Linked DNA regions of Mus musculus: region 1 is linked to region 2. The links are chromatin contacts, called in public Hi-C maps. All regions are on one chromosome and are shown on one strand. Each heading gives the region's core, a stretch centred on a gene start, on an enhancer-like site or on the middle of the called end of the contact. The rest is flanking DNA. Distances are from core to core; before and after follow the strand shown.

Evidence for each region. A called contact is a pair of places that touch in the nucleus more often than the background predicts.
Region 1: a Hi-C map of the P5424 cell line shows a contact between it and region 2, with 1.8 times the contacts expected there. The contact joins the enhancer-like site here to the promoter of Pxmp4 in region 2. A contact is called at or near these places in 1 of 39 promoter capture datasets (macrophages), 4 of 484 Hi-C or Micro-C datasets (the G1E-ER4 cell line, the P5424 cell line, embryonic stem cells and 1 more), 1 of 115 datasets of contacts at active chromatin or transcription factors (embryonic stem cells) and 2 of 9 other capture datasets (adipose tissue and pancreatic islet).

Annotation. Positions count from the first base shown.
Region 1 is chr2:154,692,141-154,698,790 of GRCm38.p6, forward strand. Chmp4b (charged multivesicular body protein 4B) reads left to right here. Exons shown (of 5, transcript NM_029362.3): 4 at 409-535; 5 at 1,804-2,643. The coding sequence ends at 1,868. Among named protein-coding and RNA genes, the nearest start is that of 9030607L20Rik, 19 kb to the left of the region's middle. Within about 2 kb of position 4,696, at least 22 of the 459 cell types and tissues checked have an H3K27ac peak or open chromatin away from gene starts, as enhancers often do. A contact at or near this core is called in the P5424 cell line, where this site is marked.
Region 2 is chr2:154,597,863-154,605,290 of GRCm38.p6, forward strand. Pxmp4 (peroxisomal membrane protein 4) reads right to left here and starts at 5,811. Exons shown (of 4, transcript NM_021534.3): 1 at 5,655-5,811. The coding sequence starts at 5,767.

The DNA.
Region 1 (6,650 bases), core at 3,446-5,945, 93 kb after region 2:
ATGCACACAGTGCACAGACACAAATGCTGCAAAGCAACAAGACACTTACAAATCTCAGGGCAGGAAGACAGCAAGCCTGAACCACAGAGCTTGGGCAAGCTTTTCAAAAGGTACACAAGGCTGAGTACATCGCTCAGTGTGAAACGTTTGCCTAGCACATGCGTGGTCTTGGGTCCAGCACCTGGTATTTCTCTTGAGAAGGAAGGAAAGAAAAGATACAATTCACCCTCTTAAGAAGCTCATGGCCAGGACCCCAGATATATACGCACACCAGGGATCCCCTCAGAAGGTTCATCCCAGCAGGTTCACAGGGCATCAAGGGCCGAGTGGCTGCAGGGAGAGTCCCAGCAGGTTCACAGGGCATCAGGGGGCCGAGTGGCTGCAGTCCCAGCACACTTCCTTTTGCAGGATGAGCTCATGGCAGAGTTGGAGGAACTTGAACAAGAGGAGTTGGACAAGAATTTGTTGGAGATCAGTGGGCCCGAAACAGTCCCTCTACCAAATGTCCCCTCCGTAGCCCTACCATCCAAACCCGGTGAGTATGCCCACAGTTGGGACACACTCTGGTGCCATGTGAAGGGGGTGATGTCATGGTCAGTTGACTTCGGTTTAGGTTCTGAGCCAAAGAGCATGTGTGGTGCTGGCCACAGTGCCAGTGCTGTGTGACGTTCCCTGGGTTTCTCCAGAGCAGTACTTCCTAACCTCAGTGCGGGCGACATAGTCAGACAAGTCTGGGGGAGCAGTGGGGATGCCTTGTAGCATAACCCCCAACTTCCCACCAGATGCCAGTAGCAGCCACTGACACACAGAGGTGTGTCACCCTCAGTGTCTCCAGGCATTACTGCATGTCCCGTGTGGGTTGGGAGTGGGAATTAAGAGCTTCTGTTCTAGTGAAGGAGGTTAAAAGATTAGAGGGAGGAGGAATGGGGGAACCATGTAATTGTTTTTTAAATTTAAAAAGTTTGAAAAAAAAAAAAAAAAAAAACCTCTGTTCTAGAATGATTTTTTTTTTTAACCAACAAAATACAGGTTCGTTGTGGGCACCGTGCAGTACTGTGAACTTAAGTCTTGCCCCAGCTAGGAGCCCATGCCGTTCTCAGGGAGGGAACCGGCTCTAGCTGGGTGGAGACCTGCTTCTGTAGAACCGCTATTTCTTTCCTTGCCTGCATTTTCTCCCTCTTCCCCCCCACCCCCCAACCCAGTGTTCACTCCTCACAGAGATGCTCCACTCACAGAGATGCTCCACCCACAGAGATGCTCCACCCACAGAGATGCTCCACCCACAGCTCCTAGAAAGTCAGAACTGCCAGACTAGAGTGGCAAAAGAGCCTGCCAGCAGCAGGGTGTGAACAGGGCGCTTCCCCCCCTCCTCCCACCGTGGTAAAGAGGAGAGCCCCCTTCCCACCCCACCCCCTGCCGTGGTAAAGAGGAGAGCCCCCTGGCTCTTCTGCGGCTCTTCCTCTGTTGGAGGCAGTCTAGCAAAGCAGGCTCCAGCAGCTCCATGTGGAGTTGGCTTGGCAAGGATTGTGTCTCTTGGGAGGGAAGCTCCTGTCTGTCTCCCCAGCTCTGGGAGCTTAGAGCTCAGTGTGGAAACTGTCCCACCTGGTGTGGCCACCCCTGCTGAGGGCTGAAGGGAGTTGTTGTGGAAGGTGTGTCTCCGCTCAGGACAGGGCTGTGTGTGTGTGTGTGTGTGTGTGTGTGTGTATGTGTGTACACGTACACGTACACGTACACATACACATAGAGAAGCATGGCTCCAGCTCCCAGCCAGGCTTCAAAGAGCATTTTTTTCTGTATCCACAGCCAAGAAGAAGGAAGAGGAAGATGACGACATGAAGGAATTGGAGAACTGGGCCGGATCCATGTAACTGTTCCAGCAGAGGCTGGGCCCAGACGGACTCTGGTGGCCTGTGCATCGGGCAGGCATGTGCGTGCGCAGGGCAGGCAGGACGCGGTGCAGGCAGCCTCCATCGCTCAGCTCTCACCCAAAGCAGTAGCCGCACCACTGCTCACTCTCGCATAGCATGGTCTGTGCCCAGGGGTGGGTGGGGGGAGGGGGGCGGGGGGGAGGTGCCTGCTGTTTATAATGTTGAATTTCTGTAAAATAAACTGTATTTGCAAATCCAACACTGAGTTGCTGGGCTGCGCTAAGCCCACTGCTGCGTCCTCTGTGGAGGGTCGGCCGTTTGCAGTTGAAGCGAACTGGAAATGTAGCCCTGCAGCTGACGTGTCTCACTCTGTAAGATGTGTACGGTACTGGCAGAAAAGTCGTTTTTTAAAAGCCATAGATAGGCTTTTCCTTGTTCTTAGCTGTAATAACACATCTAGTTTTGGTTCCCTCAAGAGCTGTGTTTCTGTCTGTCACCTGTGTACTGGCCCCATGTCTACCATCCTGGCCCTTGTCACTCCTGTCCCCCCTGGTCTTTTGGAGTTTGTGACACGGATCTGAAATGGATGTGTTCTCTTGCAAGCGAATAAGATTGTTAGAGTTAATTCCAGCTATCCAGTTTTCTAACGTAGCTCTAAGGTCCTCATTGCTGTTGTGATAATTGATACATAGCTCATTGGAAACGTGTGCATACATTTATATTCAGATGAAATTATGGTTTGCACCGTCTATTAAATATCTCGATTTAATTTTCATATCGCTGTGTGTTCAGTCAATCTCTCACCTTCCCTGGGAGCTGACCCTTTCCAGGCCAACACTTGTCCAGGGTCCTCTGGGGAAACCTGAAGGACTTGCGAAGACGGATCTTCTAGAAACCGAGAGATCCTGGAGGCCACAGAGCTGTGGTCCCACTTAGCCTGGGACTGCCTGGGTCCACTGTCAGAGAGATGGTGCTTATGCAGCCCAGACTCTTCCCTCCGGTCTGCCGACAGCACCTAGGGCGGTGCCTGTGGGAGCCTCTGTCTAGTGGAAACTGGTGCCCTCGTGAGACACGGCCCAGTCAGGTGGTGTGTGTTCCTACAGCAAGGACGTGTGGTGGGCAGAGGACCAATGTACAGATGCTCACACACTCCATTTGCGTCTGCAGAATCACTGCATCTTTGGCCCAGCACTTCCACCCTGCACTTTTCTTTATCCTTCTACCCTCTTGTGAAACTGACGGATGCTTTGGGCACTCTCCTCCAGTCAAGTAGATCTCCACGTGTTCCTTCCTCCTGATGTCAAGTTCAGGGTTGAGAAGTCACCCCCACTCCCCTAGCTTCTCAATGTCCTAAGGTTAAAACCAGGCTGAGTTCACAATGGGATATTGTTATTTTCAGTGTGCCCAGATCAAGCTGCCTACTCTCCTGTCTTAGTCCGACACATGTCAACGTTTAAACATTTGATTGGGGACTTGATTACAGTTTCCATCACCATCATAGCATCCGGGAGCGTGGCAGCAGGCAGGCATGATTTTGGAGCAGTAGCTGAGAGCTCACATCTAATCTACACTTTAGAGCCAGAGTGACTGGGCCCGGCGTGGGCTTTTGAGACCTCAGAGCCTATTCCCCAGTGGGATACCTCCTCCAACATGGCTGTGTCTCCTAATCCTTCCCCAGACTTATCGTTCAAAAGTGAACTGATGGGAGCCCTTCCCGTCCCTACCCCACAGCTCCCTAGGTCTCGTGTTCTTTGAATGAAGCAGCTCCTACCCTGGCTGCCACACTCATGATTGAGACTTGATGCCTGAGTTGAAATTGCCTGGTTTGGGGGAGATTGGGTTTGGCTAATGTCACAAGCTCTACTTGCCAGGGTCTCTCTGCCAACAGGACCGGGGCTCCCAAGCATCCTTTGATGTGGGAAAACCAGAGCAGCCTTTCTTGAGTCTCTCCAGCTGCCTAGAACGTCTCTCCCCTCAGCTCTGACGGGCACAGACACCAGGGCGCTGTCTGGGCTCCCTCCAAGAAAAGGGTGTTTATTTCTACAAGTCATATACCTCGTGCCTGGGTCTGTGGGGCATAGTGCTCACCAGTGTCTAGAAGTTTTTTTTTTCTTTTTCTTTTTCTTTCTCTTTTTCTTTTTCTTTTCCTTTTTCTTTTCCTTTTTCTTTTTCTTTTTTGCTTAGGAAGTTCTCAGGCCTGAAAAGATGTTATTGTACTAGATACTCTGGGTACAAGCAACAGAAGACAGCCAACACATAGAAATGATACTTACTCTAAATTCACTCAGGTTTTTTGTTTTGGTTTGGTTTTTTTAGCACCTACTCTGTGTAGGAACTTGAGTTTACATGCAACAGAGCACCTTGAGGGGACTTGCAGGTTGGTCTCAGGACAGGAAGTCTCGATGGAAGTGTTAGGGTTCAGTGGCTCAACTGTGTTCTCAAGAATAAAGCTCTTTCTGGTGTGATGGTGCATAACTAATCCCAGCAGTAGGACCACAACAAGTTCAAGGTTAGCTTGTTGTGTGTAGTGGTGAGACTGTCTTAAATGCAGCCAGAACAGCCAAGCGTGGTATACGCCCTTAATCCCAGCACTCAGGAAGTAGAGGGAGGAGACTTGAGTTCGAGGCCAGCCTGACCTATATAGATAGTTCCAGGACAGGGCTGCTTAGAGACCCTGCTTCAAAACAAAACAAAAAATGCTTTGCCTCCTGCGCTGCCTAGGCACATGGGCCTTTCCCTTAAACTGCCGCCTCTGGTCCAGGCCCTACCCTGGGTCACGCTCTGCTCCAGAGCAAACAATGGGAGGATCAGCATCTGGCCTTGCTTCACCTCTGCCTGTGTTAATGGATCCCAGAAGACTACACACAGGTCATTTCTGGGTCTCATGGGCCATGTGTCTCATGACTCATTCCTACTACAAGGGAGTCTGGGAGATGGGATGTATACAAAAGAGTCTATTGGGGTTCCCTGCTAAGGCAGGAGATGGACTTTCCTGTCCCAGAATGTCTGATGGTTTGTCTGTGTTTGGGCTAGGGAGTAGCACTGTTAGGAGGTGTGGCCTTGTGTCACTGTGGGCTATGGGCATGGGCTGGGCATGGGCTTTACTACCCGAGTCCTAGCTGCCTGGAAGTGAGTCTTAGAGACCTGCAGATGAAGATGCAGAGCTCTCAGCTCCTGCTGCACCATGCCTGGATGCTGCTACGCTCCTGCCTTGATGATAGTTGGCTGAACTTTTGAACCTGTAAGGCAGCCCCAATTAAATGTTGTTCTTAAAAGAGTTGCCTTGGTCATGATGTCTGTTCACAGCAATAAAACCCTAACTTAAAGACAAAAGTTGGTACCAGGGACTGAAGTATTGCTTGACCATGCTTTTGTTTGGAAGAATGTGGATTTCAGTACTTTGGATTTGGAAAGTGGTGGAATGTTTTAAACGGGGCTTAATGGACTGTCCTAGTAGGAATATGGAAGACTTGCTGAGAGTGACTGCAAACCAGGCCCAAGAGGTTTCAGAGGAGAAGAATATCAGTTTGTAGCATAGAGACTGTTTTTGTGGTATTTTGGTGAAGAATGTGGCTGTTTTTTGCCCTGATTTGAAGAGTCTACCTGGGGCTAAGGTAGAGATTTATATTAATTGTATTGACAAAGGAAATTTCAGAAAAGCCCAGCAGAGACTTTGTTCTCTTGTTAAGTCTTATGAAGAGCGTTTTGAACAAGCTTAGTAAGCTTAGAAAGGAAAAATACAAAATATATGGTATTAAAGGGGCACCAGAAAGTGGAATGGAACTGAATCTTGTGTTTACGGATTATTAAATTGAATTAAGGGAGTGTGGTAACCTTGGGCCTAGATCCCACACAGCAAAGTACAAGCCTTTAATCCCAAGAGGCAAAGGCAAGCAGATCTCTGATTTTACATCCAGTCTTGAACAGAGCAGGTTCTAGGTGAAGAAAAGCTTAAGTCTAGGCATGGTGGTACACCTTCAATCCCAGCATGACAGGAGACAGAGCCACACAGATCTCTGAGTTCAAGGTCAGTCTACAGAGCAAGATCCAGGATAGCCAAGCTTAGGCAGTGAAGGAGTTGGGAAACAGAAAGCTGGTGATAATGTAATGAAACAAGGGGGCCATGTTTCAGCTCCTGCAAGCAGCAGAACTTGGCAGCTTCGGCCATGGGGCTCTGGCTTCAGAGTCCAGAATAGAAGTGATTACTGGGACAATTGATGCTGGTTAGCTGGAGCTAAGAAATTAGTGGCGATTAAGAAGAGACCAGCATCACTGAGGTGAAATCTTCTGGGAAGTGTTTTCTAAGAGCACAGAAGCTGTGTTCTAGAGATAGCCAAGGTTGTAATTCATGCTACAGCTGTACTTGGTAATGTGTAAGTCACCCGGGTAGTACTGGTTTTGAAGGCATGAAGGTGTCATGAAAAACACCTTCTTCATGCATTCATTGTGGTTGATGGCCCAGGACTGAAGGGGTCATGCAAAGGAGTTGAGGTTTGACACCATGAAGAGAGCCTATGAGAGGCTATTGGTGAAACCTAGTTGCAGTGGGAGACCTCAGTGTATTGGAGATGCCAATACCATGGCATGGTCACCAAGAACAGCACCAGCAGTGGAGTGGATCAACCTGAGCTACAGAGGGCAGAGCTGGAGAAGTGGCACCAGCCCAGATCATGTGTGGATCCCAGATATTGGAACAAGGAGCTATAACATTAAAGCTTCCTTGAAGACTCCAAGATGTTTGAGATGCCGGAGCCATGGGCTTCCTGCTGAGGAGAGCTGCTA
Region 2 (7,428 bases), core at 4,561-7,060:
AGGCAGGTAGATCTCTGAGTTTGAGGCCAGCCTGGTCTACAGAGCAAGTTTCAGGATAGCCAGGGCTACACAGGAAACCCTGTCTCAAAAAAAAAGCAGGCAGTGGCAGGGGGGTAGGGGTGGGGCTAGGGAGGGACTCCACCGACACACACCTTTAGCCTGGTACTTACACGAAAGAGCAAATGGCTGGAATCAGGCATGGGGTAGATGGCTCAGGAGGTAAAGTGCTTGCACAGTAAGCATGAGGACCCAATAGCAGTGGACCCCAGACCAGACCATGGGGACAGAGGTGGCCAGGCCTGGCCAATGGATGAGCTCCAGGCTCAGCGACAGACACTGCCACAAAAGCCAATTCAGAACGTGATGGAGGACGAGAACTAATGTCAACCTCTGGCCTCAACCCTGATCCCGTGAGTCCACATGAGCACGTACGTGAGAGAGGTACAGAGAGTGAGGGTCGGAGAATGGGTTTCCCTCTCTGTTTTCATCTTACACGTGAGGAACGAGGGCCAGAAGAGACTGAGAGGAAACCCAGCTGAGTGTGGTGGTGCATGCCTTTAGGCCTTTAACCCCAGCACTTGGAGGCAGAGGCAGGCAGATCTGTGCACGTTCAAAGCCAGCCTGGTCTACACGGAATTCCAGATCAGCCAGGGCTACATAAAGAGACTCTGACTCAAAAAATCCTCTAGATTGGAACTGAGAAATTATTATACTACAAGGCAAATAAAGGAATCTTTATTTATCTTCCCCCTCTGCCTGGCAACCACTGAGATGGCTCAGTGGGTAAGAACTGTTGCCCTTGCAGAGGACTTGAGTTCAGTGCTCAGCACCACACGGTAGGTTACGACCATCTATATCTGCAGGGGATCTCACATGCTCTTCTGACTTCACATGGCACACGAGCACACATGTACGCAAAGCATTCACACACACACAAAATATATCGTAGAAACTAATTAATTGGGGGAGTGGGTGGGTAGGGGAGTGGGGGTGGGTGGCTATGGGGGACTTTTGGTATAGCATTGGAAATGTAAATGAGCTAAATACCTAATAAAAATGGAAAAAAAAAGAAACTAATTAATTTAACGGTTTTTAAAAAGAGAAAACCGAGGCCAGAAGAGATGAAGAATCACTCAATATTCAGACTAAAGCCTTAGGATTTGAGCCAGAGGACATGACCACAGAAAGTGTCATGGCTGACAAGGTTCCCCGAGGAGGATCCAGGGAGAGCAGAAACTGGAGGAGATGTACAAAGCCCTCATGGGGGAGATGCCTGCTGCCTCTGGGGTTTACAAGAGCAACGTGGAAAAGTGTGAGCAGTGTAGCAAAGACGGTAAGGTGAGGATGGTACTCTATAAGTTAACATTTCCAAAGAAAAACCATTAAAGTGGGGGGTTAGATGTGTTTGTGTGTGCATACAACACTCTGGAGGAAGACACAAGAGACTCACACAGGGTCCATCTCTACAGAGGGACTGAGGTCAGAGAACATTTAACTTTTCTTTAGAGTTGGGACGGAACTCGGGGCCTCTTGCCTGCTAAGTGAGTGCCCTTGACTTTTGTGAATGAGTTGCCTAACTTTTAAAAGATGAAAGGAAAGGGAAAATGTAAAGGTAACAACTTTAAATGCTGTTTTTGTTGCAGAAGGCAGCAGGATGCTTTTTTTTATCTTCTCCTCTGCCTGGCAGTGGGCAGGAAGTTCCCATCTCTGTCCCTGTGGCCGTTCTGCCCCCAGCACCTTCAAAACCTTATCTTCTTCTCCTACACAGAGGCTTTAAGCCTCCGGCCGGCCGGCAGCCAGAACCTTCCTTTTATGCCGGTGACATACAGCCTGTCCTCAAGTCCCTGACAAGCCCCTTCTTGGAATCCTCAAATTCAGATGAGATGTGTTACATCATACCTGTGGTATCAGAAACTGTTTGGCTGAGACAGGAGGACCTTGGCTTTCAGGTTAACCTACGCTACACAGTGATACCCTGGTTGGTTGTTGGTTTGTTTGTTTGGTTAGTTGGTTTGGTTTTTTGTTTTGTTTTGTTTTGTTTTTAATTAAGGTAGAGGTTAGAATGATGTCTAGGTCAGTAAAGTGTTTGCCTTAGAAGTGTGAAGGCCTGAATTTGGAAACCCTGGAACCCTCGTAAAAAGCAAGGCATAGTGCTGGGGACCTGTATCCAAAGGAACGGTGAGATGAAAGGTGGAGAATCTTGGAGGTGGATGGCCAACTAGCCATCTGGTGACATTCCAGGCCAGTGAGACCCTTTCTCAAACAAAAAGTGGAGGAAATGACAGTGAGACAGTCCTTGGACCTTCACATGTGCAGGCACACTGTACGTGAGGGCAAGCCACATGTGTGAACGAGTCGGTGCAAATTAAGTGTTCACAAAGGGGTGGTGAGATGGCTCAGCGGGTAAATAAATCTTTGGGCTGGAGCAAGCAGAGTTGACGAGTGAGCAGAGGTCCTAAAAAAATTCAATTCTTAACAACTACATGAAGGCTCATAACCATCTGTACAGCTACAGTGTACTCACGTACATTAAATAAATAAATAAATCTTTTTTTTTTTTAAAAGTGTTCACAAAGTTCAAACATCCCAGTCATCCTGGTTGGCCTCTTTAAACTGACCACAACTCTTCATAAACACAACACTTTTCTCTCACCTCCAGGCCTTTGTTGAAAGCCTTCCCATGCCTAGAATGCCATTTTCTCCCTGGAAAACTCCAATTTGGCTTCCAGAACGTCACCACCACCTCCCCTAAAAAGCATTGCTGAATACTACTTTGCATGGTGTGGTATTTGTTTGTTTCTTGGGGGTTTGTTTTTTGCTTTGCTTTGTTTTCTGTTATAGAGTCTTGCTACTCAGCCCAGGCTCTCCTCAAACTCTCAATCCACTTGCCTCCAAAGCTTTATGATTACAAGTGTGCACTGCCAGAAGCTGGAGAGATGGCTCCGTGGGTAAGAGCACTGACTGCGCTTCCAAAGGTCCGAAGTTCAAATCCCAGCAACCACATGGTGGCTCACAACCATCCGTAACGAGATCTGATGCCCTCTTCTGGTGCATCTGAAAACAGCTACAGTGTACTGACATATAATAATAAATAAATCCTTTTGTGTGTGTGGGGGGGGGGGTTGTTTTGTTTTGTTTTGTTTTCGAGACAGGGTTTCTCTGTGTAGCCCTGGCTGTCCTGGAACTCACTTTGTAGACCAGACTGGCCTCAAACTCAAAAATCCGCCTGCCTCTGTCTCTGCCTCCCAAGGGCTGGGATTAAAGGAGTACACCACCACCGCCCGGCCAATAAATAAATCTTTAAAAACAAAACAAAAACAAGTGTGCACTGCCATGCTCAGCCTTGTCACACTAGCTTGTGAGACTTCCCCTTGGATGTATGGTCCTTGTAAGAGAGTCAGAGCATTGGTCCCACTCACAAGTATTGAGATCCCCGCCTTGGGGACCCAGGATTGGCTGAGTTTATAGTTTTAATTTTATGGAGGAGGAAACCAAAACCAGAAGAGACAAAGAATAATCCAGCTTTTATAACGAAAGCATTGGGATTAGAGCCCAAGCACTTGACCCTTAGAAAGTGTCTGTACTGTCTGGGAAGGTTCACCGAGAACAGGAAGACACAGTGTCATAGGGTTAGCTGTACAAAGACCATATTGAGCAACGCTTGGCACAGGGGCCAGCTCCTGCTTTGTACAGTGCATACCTGGTAAAGAGGCTACTAATGTTACCTTAGGGTTCATCCCATCCTGGTCAAAGTGTCCTATATGACCTGGCCAGATTCAGTAGGACCCAATTTCTACCTGACTCTGTATGCATTTTGAGTTTGAATCCTGACTGTAATGCTGACATGATGTGACCAGGAGAGCTCGACAGACCTCCCCCATAAATCACATTCCACCCATCTGCGAGGCAGAGACAAGAGTGATTCCTAGTTTTCAAATATCCATAAAGGAGAATTTGAATGCCTATAACAGCGAGTACCAGAACACACAGAGGACAATCTAGATAAAGATGTCCATCCTTGTGAAGTTCTTTTTGTGGCTGTTGTTGAGGCGGGGTCTCACAATGTAGCACAGGATGACCCAGCATCTTCAGTGTTGAGGATGTACACCACCCTAGACTGATGGAGCTTGCTTTCTTTCTTTCTTTCTTTCTTTCTTTCTTTCTTTTTTTCCCGAGACAGGGTTTCTCTGTACAGTCCTGGCTGTCCTGGAACTCACTTTGTAGACCAGGCTGGCCTTGAATTTAGAAATCGGCCTGCCTCTGCCTCCCAAGTGCTGGGATTAAAGGTGTGCACCACCACGCCCGGCTGAAGCACAAGCACACTTACTTTCTTTCTTCCTTCCTTCCTTCCTTCCTTCCTTCCTTCCTTCCTTTCTTTCTTTTTTTAAATAAATCTTTTTTTTTTAAAGATTTATTTATTTATTATATGTAAGTACACTGTAGCTGTCTTCAGACACTCCAGAAGAGGGCGTCAGATCTCATTACAGATGGTTGTGAGCCACCATGTGGTTGCTGGGATTTGAACTCTGGAAGAGCAGTCTGGGTGCTCTTACCCACTGAGCCATCTCACCAGCCCTGGAGCACACTTTCTAATGAGAGACATGGACCAGGAAAAAGATCATCCAGTGTCTGATGACAGGTACTATAGAGAAAGAGGGTGAGGAACAGGAAGCAGTGATCTGAAAAGGGTTCGTGAGCCAGGCAGACAGCGTACCTGTACCAACATCCGTCAGCGGACAGACAGACACACACCAGGGACTGTACTCTCCATTTCACACATCGCCTCAATCCTCAAACAGTATAGAAGTGCTCTGGGGGACCCATTTTCTAGAAAGTGAGACCCAGAAAGCCAAAATGGTTTGTTCGAGATCAAGATCATGGTAGCTGACACCAGGTTTTTTTAAGTCCTGGCAGTTGACATACTCACCACCATGCCACACACTGCTACCAGCTCCTAGAGATAGAGACTTTGGTTTCTTCTCTGAGAGTCACTGCTCACGCAGTGAGAGCAGCCCCTCACTAACTGCTAAGGGATGAGGGTTAACGAGGCTGGAACTCCCATCTGGGCACCAGTCAAGCAAAACGACCCCAAGATCTCCTCTCCTACCTAGGAGGGAAGGAGAGCAATTTACCTAGCAAACATTAGCTACTTTTTCTTACATACAATCACTGTCACTTCTCACGAGACCCCAGTGAAAATGAAGGGTGAGGTGAAGTCACATATAGATGTGAACCTGTTAGGAACTTTACTGAGGGAACCTATGAGGCAGTAGGTGACCACTTGCTTGCTAAAGGACAAAGTCCAGTTTCTTTTGTGTATACAGAGCCACAGAAGCCAAGTAGGCCAAAGGGGACAAGGTAAGATGAGATGAATTAGACCCAATGAGGGGATACAGGTGCTGAGGAGGCAACTAAGCCAAGAGTGCCAGGTTGGAAAGGACAGAGGACCTAGAAGCAAGACAGAGGAAGCCCCAGTTTAGGACTGGTAAGGTGACTGGAACCCTGAAACCTACGTCTGCTGCACCAACGGGGCACTGAAATATACAGACATCTGAGGCCTAGAGAGAGCACAGCTCAGGGGCCCCGGGCCTCGAACTCGCGACCCCAGTTAGGCCCGTCCTTTAGCTCCAGCCGCACTCTGCGGCCCTACTCACACAGCCCCGTTCCGGAAGCCCTTTATCACGGCCAGCGCAGCGTGGTAGCGGCGCTGGCGCAGCAGCTTGTTGACGGCCTGGAGAAGAGCCTGTAGCTGCGGTGGGGCGGCCATAGCACCGGAGCACTCGGTCAAGGGTCCTGGCTGGCCAAGAACTGACAGCCCTGGGCTCTGGCTACACAGCTCTCCGCACTGGAGAGCCCCGCCCTGCCGTTGTGTCCATAGGCTGAGTCTGCCGTCAATCATAGAAGAGAGCCAGTCATAGAGCTCATTTGTCTGCAATGGGCTGAGAAGTGCTTACTCTTCGAAATATCTGTCTGATTGGAAGAGAAAGGAGAGTCGGTAACCAATCACCATGACTCAGAAGGTCTCACGCAGGATTTGCCCAATGAGAAGGCAGTTTTCTTAGGGAGAAGTTTGTTTAATTGTGGGCTTGGGAGGGGTTTGCTGTTCTCTTTCGAGTTGGAATGGGTGGTGTTTGGAAGTGACGTTGGACTTGTCACTTGTCACACTTGATAATTTCGATTGCCTAGCGAGTATCACAGCTAACTTCTCAGGACAGAAATTGCATGCCACTCTTGTCGTTTGGTGCTTTAAGACAGAATCTCTTATAGCCCAGGCTAGTCTTAAACTAGGATCCCCTTGCCTCCACCTCCCACATGCTGGGTACCTTTTTCTACTTATTTTTAAAATACAAACTCCCAGGCACCCCCAGGAGCAGACCTACTTACGTGACTGCCAGTCTTTGCCTCCCGTTTCACATCTGCTCTTCTCTCTAGTCTACTGACTTAGTTTCCATTCCTTGAGTATGCCAAGAACCCCTCAGCTTCAAAGGAGTTACATCTGATATTTCCCTTTTTGAAGCACATTCTTTGTACTTCCGATGACTGACTTCTCGGTATGCAGGTGTTGGCTCGGGTGGCACCACCTACTCAGGGGAGCCTGCAGGATATCCCACCGGCTGTAGCACTGGTTGCTCTGACTTACTAGTCCAAGTTTTCTGTCGTTTTGTTTTGTTTTTCCCTATTGAACTCTTTATACATTGTAATTGTTATTACTTACTACTTGCTCAATGTCAATCTTCACGTGGACTATTGGGTTCTTGGAGCCAGAAAGCTGTTTGTCTTATTTTCTGCTGTAACCCCAGTACCCAACACAAGTGTACAGAAGCAGTAAAGATAACAAAGTACCACTGCCAGAATATTGCACAAAACATATGATCACAGCCCTGACTTGAAGACAAGAAAGATGGGCAGAAAGAATGGAGCCAGGTTTGGCCAAGTGTCTTCACATCAAGTTCTGTCAAGACCTGGGACACCTGATGACGACTGAGGCCCGTACAGCAATGTGTCTGTCCTGGCACTTGTATATCCAAGGCCCCACTCACCAAGACCACTGTCGATTATGGTCATAGCATGGGTAAATCTTCATGGATTCCTGTTAATAGATAGCTAATAAGCCCAATATGTTTAGTTATACAATCCTCTTATAAACTCAGAGATGCTTAAAAGTGTGAGGAATGAAAAAGTGTGAGTGAAAGTTGGTAGCTAGTTAACAAGAAGACTCTGATACTGGTAACTAGATAGTTAACAAGAGGGCTCAGTTACTGGTAACTAGATAGTTAACAAAAGGGCTCAGATACTGGCGAAACAAAGCCACTCATGACAGAGAACCTTGGCAAATATTGACCCTGTGAATTTCAATTTGTCAACCACACAGGGCATGCGATGCAAGAGTAAAAGTCCAGGAGGCTTAGAGCAGACCCTCTGAGTCAA